Regions from separate parts of the Sus scrofa genome. Here region 1 is linked to region 2. The links are chromatin contacts, called in public Hi-C maps. All regions are on one chromosome and are shown on one strand. The core of a region is the stretch at or near the end of the contact, and the rest is flanking DNA. Distances in the headings are between cores, read along the strand shown.

The links. A called contact is a pair of places that touch in the nucleus more often than the background predicts.
Region 1: a Hi-C map of liver shows a contact between it and region 2, with 12 times the contacts expected there. The contact joins two enhancer-like sites. A contact is called at or near these places in 9 of 47 Hi-C or Micro-C datasets (embryonic fibroblasts, heart right ventricle, liver and 4 more) and 2 of 2 datasets of contacts at active chromatin or transcription factors (alveolar macrophages and skeletal muscle).

What each region holds. Positions count from the first base shown.
Region 1 is chr13:131,260,036-131,265,414 of Sscrofa11.1, reverse strand. It overlaps LOC110256390 (a long non-coding RNA gene), which reads left to right. Exons shown (of 4, transcript XR_002337828.1): 1 at 1-222. Among named protein-coding and RNA genes, the nearest start is that of CPN2, 75 kb to the left of the region's middle. Within about 2 kb of position 2,849, at least 27 of the 83 cell types and tissues checked have an H3K27ac peak or open chromatin away from gene starts, as enhancers often do. A contact at or near this core is called in liver, retroperitoneal adipose tissue and subcutaneous adipose tissue, where this site is marked.
Region 2 is chr13:130,998,557-131,004,326 of Sscrofa11.1, reverse strand. No RefSeq gene overlaps it. Among named protein-coding and RNA genes, the nearest start is that of HES1, 130 kb to the left of the region's middle. Within about 2 kb of position 3,721, at least 43 of the 83 cell types and tissues checked have an H3K27ac peak or open chromatin away from gene starts, as enhancers often do. A contact at or near this core is called in liver, retroperitoneal adipose tissue and subcutaneous adipose tissue, where this site is marked.

The sequences.
Region 1 (5,379 bases), core at 1,600-4,099, 260 kb before region 2:
CCAGGGCAGGGGGCACAGGGTGGACCAGGCCGGGGTCCCTCTCCACTGCCCCCACTGCTCTGTCTTTGTGCTGGGAGTGCTCAGCACAGCTTGTGTGTGGTGGATCCCCAGGAGACCTGCTGTGCCCTGGATCTGACCACAGTGAGCAGAAAGCCTTTTTCTCTGGGAGAGCCGTCGGATAGGCCTGCTGGTGGAAGGGAAGGCTGACACTGAGATGCGCAGGTATGAAAACGTAGGACGAGCTTGCAGCAAAGGAGTGGCTTTAATCAGGCTACCACTGGGCGCTGAGGTTCTTGTGACTGAGAGCCAAGAAAAGAACCAGTGCTGTTTTCAAGATGGCACGATGCTTGTATGAGGAGTGGGGGTGGAAGGGGTGGGCTATGGACAAGGAGGGTATCTCCCTCTTGGAGGCCAGTGCACTGACAAAAGCCTGTGGAAGGGAGAATGAAAAGACCTGGGTTCTAGTCCCAGTTCTGCCAAAGACTGCAGGAATGGACTCAGTGTTCTCATCTGTGAAATGGGGTGTTACAAATGTGCCCCCTGAAAAAAAATCACCATGTTACGGGAATTGGATGCAAAGGGGCTTTTTCAGCTGTGAGGAGCTGTAGAATGGGACTGAAAGTGCCGTCTGATGGGCCTGGTGAAGGCACCCCGTTTTTTGGGTTAGGTAATGGGGGAGGGGGGGGAGAGGCAGCTGAATGGGATCTTGCCTCATCCCTTCTCCACTAGGAGGAGCACTTGGCACTTCCAGAGTCTGGATTCTCTGTGTGGCTGGACAAGGGTGTGAGTCTGCTCTGCCCCCTCTCCTCCTTCCCCCGTAACCCCAGCCTCCCTGCAGGCTTCCCTCAGGGCAAATGTCTGAGCTGGACCTTCCTCTCCCTCTGCTCCCCACCCCCCATTGGCAGGCTTTCAGGGACCCAGGAGGAGGCCTGGCTGCCAGGAAGGGTGGGGCTGCCAGGCACCGCCCAGCTGCAGTGTGACCCCGCCAGTCCCGGAAACTCTCCAAACCTTGGACCTCAGCGGACATCCGGCAGCTCAGAAGGGTGGCGGCGAGGCTGCCAGGGGGAGCTGAGGGTGTGTGGGATGCGTCTGAGGTGAGACGGAGAAAGCAACAGCCATTTTTCTTCCAATTCTGGAGTCAGAAGGCTCTGGGCAGCCTTCGAAAATGCTTTTCACCCCTGGATGCTGCCATGCATCCTAGACTTACTAATTAAAAAAAAAAGTTACCACTCGTTGAAGAGTGTTTACCAGGTGCTGGGCACTCGCTAAGCTTGTTAACCTACCTGAATCCTTCAACACCTTAATGAGACTAGACTCTTATCATTATATCCTTTTCATAGATGCAGAATCTGAGGCTCGGGGCACACGTCACTTGCTCAAGGTCACATAAATACTAACTGCTGGAGTCTGGATTCAAACCCAGGTGGGTCTAGCTGATTCCAGACCTCAGGTTCTTGACTAGAAGGAAGGAACTGTAGTCAAATCATCCTTGCAGAATGCCTAGTACCTGGCAGGTACCCAGTAAAGATACATTGAACAGAGGCTGATGCATTTTGGGGGGGGGTCTTATTCTCCCCTTTTATCGATTGATGAAATGACACAGACTACGTGTAAGTACTTATCTCCGTGGCAAGCATGTAGTAGGTCCACCTAAATCTAAAGGTGAGTCTCAGCTTTCTCCCTTTCTACATGATATATCTGTGCTCATGAATAATAGTTTCAGAGAACACAGCCTCCCCTTGGGTCTCTGCCTAGGCGGGACTCTTAAAAGTCCCGATTAGACCTCAGCCTAGGAGAGTGAGGGGCCTTGGGGGTGAGGTGGGGGCAGGAAGAGACTGTGACTCTTCTTTTTGAGTCCCAGATGCCATGAGTTTGGGAGTGGGGAGGAAAGACACCTGCTTTCTTTGCTGATGGTGCTGAGGGAGCCCTTCTTTCCGCTTCGATGGAGGTGACCTAGAAGCTTCTGGACCTAGAATCTTGGCTTGCTCAGAGCTCTGAGAGGCTGAGTCCTGCCGTCTGGCCCACATGTGTGAGAAGCACTGATTGTGTCCTAGCACTGAGGGATGCTGGGCAGGTGGGGCCTTGTGAGAGGGGAAGGGGCCTGCGATGGGACAGTGGGCTGACTCCAGGTCCTCTGGTTCCCATGCAGAGCCAGGGTGGCCCTGGCCTGCCTCCTCATACACAGGTAGCTTCCTCAGGAGCCTCCTGGCCTGCCTACCTGACTCTCTTGGTACTTCCTCAGGTACTACCTGACTCTCTTTAAGGTGGTCCTTAGAGAGAGTCCCATATTGCCATCCATTTAACCCTCTCTGCGCTGGGTCTCAACCCACCCACACTGACATGGAGTCAGTCAGAGTCCAGGGGGGAGACATAGCCCATTCCGGAAACCTCAGCAGAGGGAAGCTAGCTGTGAAGACCTTGGAAGAGAGGAAAGGGCAGACTTGGGTGAAAGGCAGCCTTGAGAGTAGCAGCCACAAGAAAATGGCCCCATTCCTGCTGGAAGGGCAGAGAAGAGGTTGTGTTTCCAGAACTCAGAGAGAGCTGGAACCCTGGCAGAAGTCCCCTGGCAGGAATTGGGACCCCAGAGGTGATGCTCCAGATAAAGGGAGAGACAGAGAGAAAGGCTGGTTTCTACCCTCTGTCCTTCCCCCCGGGGGCGGGGGCGGTGGGGAGCCGAGGGTAGAAACCAGTCTTGGTGGGGAATGTGGCCGACAGGGGTCAGCCCCCTGTGAGAGAGGAACACAGAGGGACAGAAGACAGGCAAATGACCCGCCTAATCTCCAGCTAGTCAGACCTTTGGAAAAGAACACATCTTTCCAACCAGTGCTCTGGAGAGCTGGCCCTAGAAAGTAAACTTGCCTCTGGAAAGAGTCCCAGATCCTCTGCCGGTTACTGCAATTAGTGGTCGTGCCCAAGCCTTATCCTGCTGGGAGCCAGGCCGGGAAAGGGAAGTGTTTTTTTTTTTGTTGTTGTTGTTGTTTTTAGGAAGATCTGTTTCCTCTACATTTTTTCAAAGGATAGGGCAACCTCTGGTGCTTCAGTTTCGTGTGAGACCATGATAGCTGTCTTCAGGGGCAGACAGCTCTTTGGCAGGCAGGAAGGCAGACTAGCCTGCTTATTACTGGACTCAGGGTCAGGAGACCTGAGGCTAAGTCTCAGCTCAGACAAGTCACATGCCGTCTTTGAACCTCTGGCTCTACGTCTTTCAAATGCAGACTCTGTGTTTTTCAGGATTCTGTAGAAGTGAGGGACAACTTGTGTGTGTGTGTGTGTGTGTGTGTGTGTGTGTGTGTGTGTGTGTGTGTGTGTTTGTGTCTGTCTTGGGGGCGTTGTAGACCACAGAGTGCTCGGGTGGCAAGGCCTGTGCCTATGAACACAGTGTCACAAGAGAATTGCTCGGCCTGGTTTTGGAGTTGATGTGTCCCCTTGGAGTGGGTGCTTAAAATCCTTGTCTTGTAATCATTGAGTCCAAAAGACAATTGCAGTCAGCTTGTCCAAACTCTCTCCTAAAGGAGGAATCTTCTCGAAGATGATCCTTTCCCCTTTTTCTCCTTTCGTCTTTTTCTCTCTTCTTCCTTCTTTCCACCTCTCTTTCCCTCCTGGGTTTTTTTTTTTTTTTTTTTTTTTTTCTTTTTAGGGCTGCACCATGGCACAGGGACGTTCCCAGGTTAAGGGTCAAATCGAAGCTGCAGCTGCCGGCCTACACCAGAGCCATAGCAACGTGGGATCCAAGCTGCATCTGTGACCTATACCACAGCTCACGGCAATGCCGGATCCTTAACCCGCTGAGCAAGGCTAGGGATCGAACCCGCAGCCTCATGGTTCCTAGTCAGGTTCGTTACTATTGAGAGGCAGTGGGAAGACCCCTCCCTGTTTTTTCTATCCGCCTTCACTCCTCTCTTCCACAAAGATTTGGAGCCTTTACTCTTAGGCAGGCACCGTGCTGGTTTGGTCCTCTGGCAGGAATGAAGACAGACAGCGACCCTCGCAGAGCTTAAAGTCTAGCAACAGGGTGCTCACTACTTAGGGGATGGCCTGTTCGGGGGTTTCATTTTCCCCTATTTAAACTGAATTCTGCCTCCGTAGAATGCTTGTCCTGACCTCTGGAGCTAGAGAGAACAAGTCTGACCCCGTTTCCTATGTCGCCGCCCTTGAAACGTGGGAAAATAAACATGGAACACTCTGAAAATATTCTCACTCTCCAGTTTCCACTTGTGAAGGGGAAGCTGATTCTCCGTGAAGCTAAATTCCTCAAGGGCATGGGGTCAGAGCCCGGGTGGGCTATCATCTGGGTGCGTGGCCCCGTTCCCAGTCCACCTGGGGCGGAGGGAAGCCATGTGCTGGAGGCTCTCACTGGGAAAGAGCGCAGGTGGCAGGGAGGTGGGCCCACATGAAGCAAGGGGGTCTGTCAGAGGGGGGGGCCTGCGAGGCGTGGTCTGGCCGCCTGCCCAGGACAAGCCTGAGCTCCCGGGTTTCTGGTCTGATTCACAGCTTCCTCCCTCCCCAAAGGAATCCCCTTTATAGCTCTCCAGGCCTGACCCCAGCGTCCCTGTGAATGTCATCTGACAGCTGCACGGAGCGCAGCCATGGCTCCTGCGCCGGGTGCCAGCTGGATGTGCTCGGCGGCCGGGGCCCTGGGAGCCACCGCTTGGGATGTCAGAGGAGCGCTGCCCTTCCGTCAGCAGGAAGCCCGGCCGCAAACACTTGGACAGGAAGCCCGGGCGCTGGCCAGCTGAGCCAGCTCTGGTTTCTTCTGCGTCTGAGGCTTTGGCCAAGCGTGGAGGGAGGCGAGCCAGGTGCCGCGGGCGGCACTGACAGCACGGGCGGGCTCCCCCTCGGCCAGCCGGGGATGTGGGTTGAAGGGCGTGAACGGAAAAGCATCATCGAGGCTGGGCCAGAAGAGGTGCTTCCTGGAGGAAGGGTGAGGGAGCAGGGAACACAGCGTCTAGCAGAGCTGAGCCAGCTGGCTGAGGCTCTGCAAAGACCCGCTTCCAGACACAAATGTGTTCCCTTGGGTTCAGACCTCCGGCATAAACTCAGATCAGATCCAATCTGCAGGCTGCCTCCACCTCCGGGAAAACACACTGTCATCTCCCGGGGCGGGGTGTCTGCATGTTCCCAGCATGAAAATGACTCCTCTCAAGGAGAGGCTCTTTTATAACCTACCAAGCTGCATTGTGAGGGAATTGATAGAAAATAGAATGTGGTCCGCTGGGGACAAAGGCAACTTTGCGTTCAGGGCTAAGAGTTTTGTTTCCAAGCGCTACGTGTGATTATCTTCAAGGCAGTCTGTGTGCATACAACCATCTGAAAGACCCCCAGGATTTGCAGAGCGCCTAAATTTTCTTTAAAATGATATTTATTTTTTCCATTATAGTG
Region 2 (5,770 bases), core at 2,472-4,971:
GGCCAGGAATCATAGCTTACATCTGCTTCTCAAAGCATCTGTGAATCCAGGAAAAGATTAGGGACCGTGGACTCTAATCCATGCTCCAAATGGACCAGCTCGAATATATTAGCTAACTTCATCAAAAGCCTATTCCCTAAAGCCTAGTTTCGTTTCCATGAGTTAATTTCTCTAATATTACAACCTACTTCGGGAGAAAGGAAGACTCTGGAAAGTTATACTGACTCTCAAAGCCAGGAGGCTATCCTTTGGTGCATTCCTACCGCAGCAATTATTACCCTTTGAATGCCTGCAAATCTAGCTTCAGCCTTCCCTTTGGTCTCCGTGGGGACTCATTACGTTTCTAATAGGCAAGTACGAAGACTTACAGCTCTGGCTTACCGGAAGAGTTTGTTTCGGGAATTCCACAGACAGGGCGGCTTCTGTCTTGTAAGGAAATTTACATCCCACAAAGCAGAATAGGGAAGGACTCTGGCAGATGATGGTAATAGGACTGCATCAATATTACATGTCTGTCAGGCAAAGAACCAATATGTTTTAATAGCACAGGTTATTTGTTCTCCTTTGTGAAGCTGGTTGGAGGGGAATAGTATTTCCATCTTACAGATAAGGAAAGATGGGGTCAATATTTTATTAGCCTCTTGGAACAGAGATTTTTTGGGGGGGGGGCTTTTTTTAGGGCTGCACCCTCGGCACATGGAGGTTCCCAGGCTTGGGGTCCAACTGGAGCTGTAGCCACCAGCCTACACCACAGCCACAGCAATGCAGGATCCAGGCCGTGTCTGTGAACCACACCACAGCTCACAGCAACGCAGGATTCTTAACCCCACTGATGGAGGCCAGGGATCGAAATCGCAACCTCATGGCTCCTAGTTGGGTTCGTTGAGACATGAAGGGAACTCTGGAGCAGAGATTCTTAGCAGGGTCCTTGGATGGGACTTCAAGGGTCTGTGAACCCCTGACATGATCTGCAGGGACAAGTATGAATGTGATTTGGAGAGGGGAGGAAAGAGGGAGGAGCATGAGATTTCATCAAATTCTACAAAGTTTTGGAGTTCCTTTCATGGCTCAGCAGCTAAAGAATCTGACTAGCATCCATGAGGAGGTAGGTTCGATTCCTGGCCTCGCTCAGTGAGCTAAGGATCCGGAGTTGCTGTGAGCTGTGGTGTAGTTTGCAGACATGACTCAGATCCTGTGTTGCTGTGGCTCTGGTGTAGGCCGGCGGCTACAGCTCTGATTGGACCCCAAGCCTGGGAACCTCCATATGCCGAGGGTACAGCCCTAAAAAAAAAAAAATTGTACAAAGTTCTGTGATTGCAAAAGATTCAAAACCACTATCCTAGAGCTTCTATTCTTGTAAAATAATTGGCAGATGAGCCTGATTTTAGGAAGCTTATCCCCTATTTTTTTTAAGTGAGTTTCCCCCCGCCCCCAGTTGGTGACGCCCACAAGAGCAAACAAACTAGAAAGCATGAGCAACTGTAGAGGAGTCGCATTTAGATATTTCCCTTACCTACCTCTCTTCTGGAAAATTTAAAATCTTACTTCTACCTATGATTGTCCCATGTGTGTTAGAGTCCCAGTATGACAGGGTGGAAAGAAATCTTAAAAATCATCAGGACCCATGGATGGGGAACACTGAGGCTTGAAACTGAAGCTTGATCACACTCACGTAATACATCAGTGATCGAGGGAGTGTTGATTCCTTTCTGAGAAATAGCCCCCATCTCGGTTGGGGAGCCTCTTGCCAATATTTTCAAACAAATGCCAATTCAGTATGACTCATTTTTCTTGACATTATGCAAATGAAGGAAGTGAAACTGAGTGGCCTTCTGTCCAGAGAGCAGGAAGTAAAGCCTGTTTGGGGGCCACACGGTCCCCTGGGACACGTTGTAGTGTCAGGAAGGCGTTCTGGAAGAAGCAGGCCTTTGTCCATTTTTCCTTTTCATGAGTGAGCCTCTCCTCTTGGCCACGGCTGGAGGGATGGCCACCCTAACCACCCGCCCCCCCCCCCCCCGAATCTCCTCAGGACGCTTTCTCCAGAGCTGCCCTCAGAAAGTTCTTTCCTCCCCAGTCTTACTTCCCATGGAGGGAGACACTGACTTTTCCGACTAAATGTTCTGAGCCGAACAGTCCCTCCCATGAGGAGCAGAACATTCCAAAAGAAACAGCTTAGATCTGGGGACCAGAGAGGCAGTGGGCTGATGCTGTTGGAATATGCTGGGTTTGCTCTAGAAAGACATTCAAATGTCTTTCTGCCTCACAGGCAGACTCCATTTTGGCTGAGGGGTCCTCGGACCTCCCTAACCTCCTTGAGCAAGGAGTTAAGTCTGGTGTTCAGCTCACTAAGAAGGGGTCAGTCACAGAAACTACCCCTGATGTCTTCTAAGGGGACAAAACAGTGTTTCTTCAGGGGGACCTGTGATAAGACACCTCAGAAATGTGATTCATAAGAAGGATGCTATTTTCTACAAACTAGGAAAGTTGGAGGACCTCTTAATGTATATTATTCACTCAGACAGACAGATGATGAAACCAGCAAGGGGCGGCTGCCTAGGGCCCAGAGCCAGGAGGTAGCAGAGCTGGACAAGAGACCTGGTCTTGTGACTGAGCCATGTGCTTCAGCTGCTCTGCACACCCTATCTTTCTGTCTTTGTTCATACTCAGGGAGTCTGCTGTCAAACTTCCATCTCCAAATTGTATTGTGGGTTAATGTGCACCACCCCCCACACTCAACCACCCCCGCCCCACTACACCCCCCCCCACCAACAGCCCCCACCCCCACCCCCCTGCAGCAAAATTTCAAGAACTTAAGAATGCAGATCAAAAGATCTGTGCCAACGGCATGTAAGGGACTTTTGAACACACTTTCACTGACGTGCAGGAGGCACCCTCGCTTCCTCTGCAGGCAGGACACTGCACAGACCCTAGTCCCCTGACCTCTAAATTCTTTGGGTGCCGGCCCAGCCTCGAATCCAGAGCCCCTCCTAGGACTTGGCCGAAGCCAGCTATGCATCCACACATGCGCGCGCCCAAGTCCACTTTTGTGGGAACCTGTTCTCATCACCTGCCACCAGAGACTTCAAGTCTCGCCTCTCCACTCCCGGTCCCGGCTCCAGCCCACCCGAAGTTGTGCAGGAGCCCAAGGGGATTTGTGCAAACAGGCACTGGCCCCAGTCGGAGCCAGGACCGAGGAGTTTGACCTGAGGCAAGAGGATAACCCAGGGCAACACACTTAACTCCCCGGACGAGGAGGGGTGGCCTGGTAGCCAGAAAGAAAACTCCTGTGCTTTTTTTTTTTTTTTAATTGAATCCATAAAACAAAAGGTGAGGGGGTTCTGGGGAGGGGAGGAACGCCTGATGATTTATGGCGCTGGTCTGGAGAGGAGGAGAGCCGGCAACTCTTTCCAAGTCGGCGGGCGGCGTGTGATTCATTTCCCCGGGGGCGGCGGGGCCGGCCGGGCGGGCGGGCGCAGGCAGCCTGGGGCCGCCGCACACCCCGCGCTCGTTTATTTACGGTGCTTTATCAGCGGCTGCGCGCGGCGATAAAGTTTATGAAAAGAGGCGGCGGCTCCGGCCGGCGGGCCGGCCTGTGCTCCTTTCCCACACTGATTAGGATCGGGCAGGGGTTTGGAAGCTGCAGTTAAGGATCGGGCGCCCGGAGCCGCGTCTCCCCCTTCCTGCCCCGCCCGCGCGCCCGCCGGCTGCCCGGCTGTTGCCCCGCGTGGGAGCCGAGGTCAGGGTTGCGGCCGCGGCCGTTCCTTGGCGGGGGAGGGCAGGACCGCCCCGCGGGGGAGGGAAAGGGAGCGCCCGGGGCCGCTGGCGAGGCCGAGAAAACTACTGTTGGAATGAATTTCTATTCGCACTGTCCCCGTGTCGAGATGGAAAAAGGGTGATAGGGATTTTTCTCTTCTGAAGGTGTGGCGGATTCTCATCCCGCCATTGACGTTTCTAAGCTCCTCGCCATCCATCTCTCGTCTCTCTTTGCATCTGGGCTTGACTCAATTTTTTTTTTTCCCTTTTCATGACCCTATTTTGTTCGTCCCTTGCGAAGGTAGTAATTGTACACCTCTTGCAGGACACCTCTAAGTATGAGGAGAGAGAGAAGCAGAGAGACAGGATGAGAGACTGGTTCAGAGATTAAGAGCCGTGTCCCTGACCCTCAAGATTCTCAAGGTCACAAGCACAGACCGTCCTGAAAGAGTTAGCAGGGCCGGGGGTGGGGAGGCTCGAAGTAGCAGACAATTAAAGCAGGCCACTAAGGCAGGGCTGCTTTAATGCCTTGGGGCATTACCTTGTTTAATCCTCTGGGAGGTTTTTGGAGGGAGGTCCCTGTACAATCATATTTTACAGATCGTAAAAGGAAGGTCCACAGAGGGCCAGTGACTTGCTTGAGACAACTCGGAAGTCAATGACTGAGCTGGGATTTGAACCCAGGCAGAAAGGTGCCAGAGCCTAGGTACCTGACTTCTGAGTTTCCCTGATGTTCTAGAACTGACAGGGAGCAGTGAGAGTGCAGTAGCCAGGACAGCCAGTCCTGCCTGGAAAAGACAGAGTGTCTTGTCCTGGGAAGGAGAGTGATGAGGGCTGGGGCTTGAAGAGTAGTTTTCATAAGACAGACTGGATAGCGAGAGGAAGGCACATTTAAACAGAAAGAACCTCTACAGGCAGTCCCAGGTACTCCAGGCCCAGCTCCTTTCACCTTCCGTTTTGTGTTCTTTCTCTAAGGAACGGGAGAGCAGCAGTGCAGAACCTCTATACTATGTGAAAACAAGGTCACCTTCCCAGGCCATTTCCTTGATCTGGAAAGTTCTATCTGCAGCTGCTGAAATCCTGCCAGCACTCAAGTCTTAACAGTGTCATCCCCTCCTGAAAGCTTCCTGGACTGCTCCTTATCTCACTGCCAATGACTAAAAGCAATCCTTCCTCCTCCTCTCCTCTCTCACTCTTGCTTGTACTCAGTAAAGCGCTTGGATTTGGGCTCCCTCTGTCTTTCCTACTAAAACGTGAGCTCCCAGGAGTTTCTGCTGTGGCACAGTGGAAATGAATCCCACTAGTAACCATGAGTTTGTGGGTTTGATCCCTGGCCTTGCTCAGTGGGTTAAGGATCCGGCATTGCTGTGAGCTGGGGTATAGGGCTCAGACACTGCTCGGATCCTGCGTTGCTGTGGCTGTGGTGTAAGCCAGCAGCCGTAGCTCCGACTTGACCCCTAGCCTGGGAACCTCCATATACCGCAAGTGTGGCCCTAAAAAACAACAAAAAAATTAAACTGTGAGCTCCTCGAAGGCACTGGGCTACTCCTTCCTCTTGTCACCCACTTCTGCCTCAGGCCTGGTTTAATATCCTGCACACAGTTTTTTAATAACTGCATTTGATGAATACATGGAGAGAGAAAGCTTCTGATCTTATAGGTGTCTCATTTACCCCTCGATGGATTTCATAATCAAGCAAGCTAAAAATGAAGATGGTATGTTATCCCCACCAGAGAAGATCTGGACTGACTTTGCCAAAAGAACACAAAGGCAAAGTCATCCAAGCCTGGAGTCCCTTAAAATCCCTCCAGAGGAGAAGTAGGATTAGTCCTCGGGCCCAGGCGTAGCTGGAAGTCTTGTTGCCCCAGTTATGGGGATAGGGCTGTGAGGGACAAGAGCCAGGCACTTCATTGTGTAATCCATATTGATTTCAGTGAGGCTTTCCATAGGGCCAATGGCATGGTGGTGGACATTTGATTCCAAAGGGTAAGGCATCAACTACAGGTACCTGTCAGCA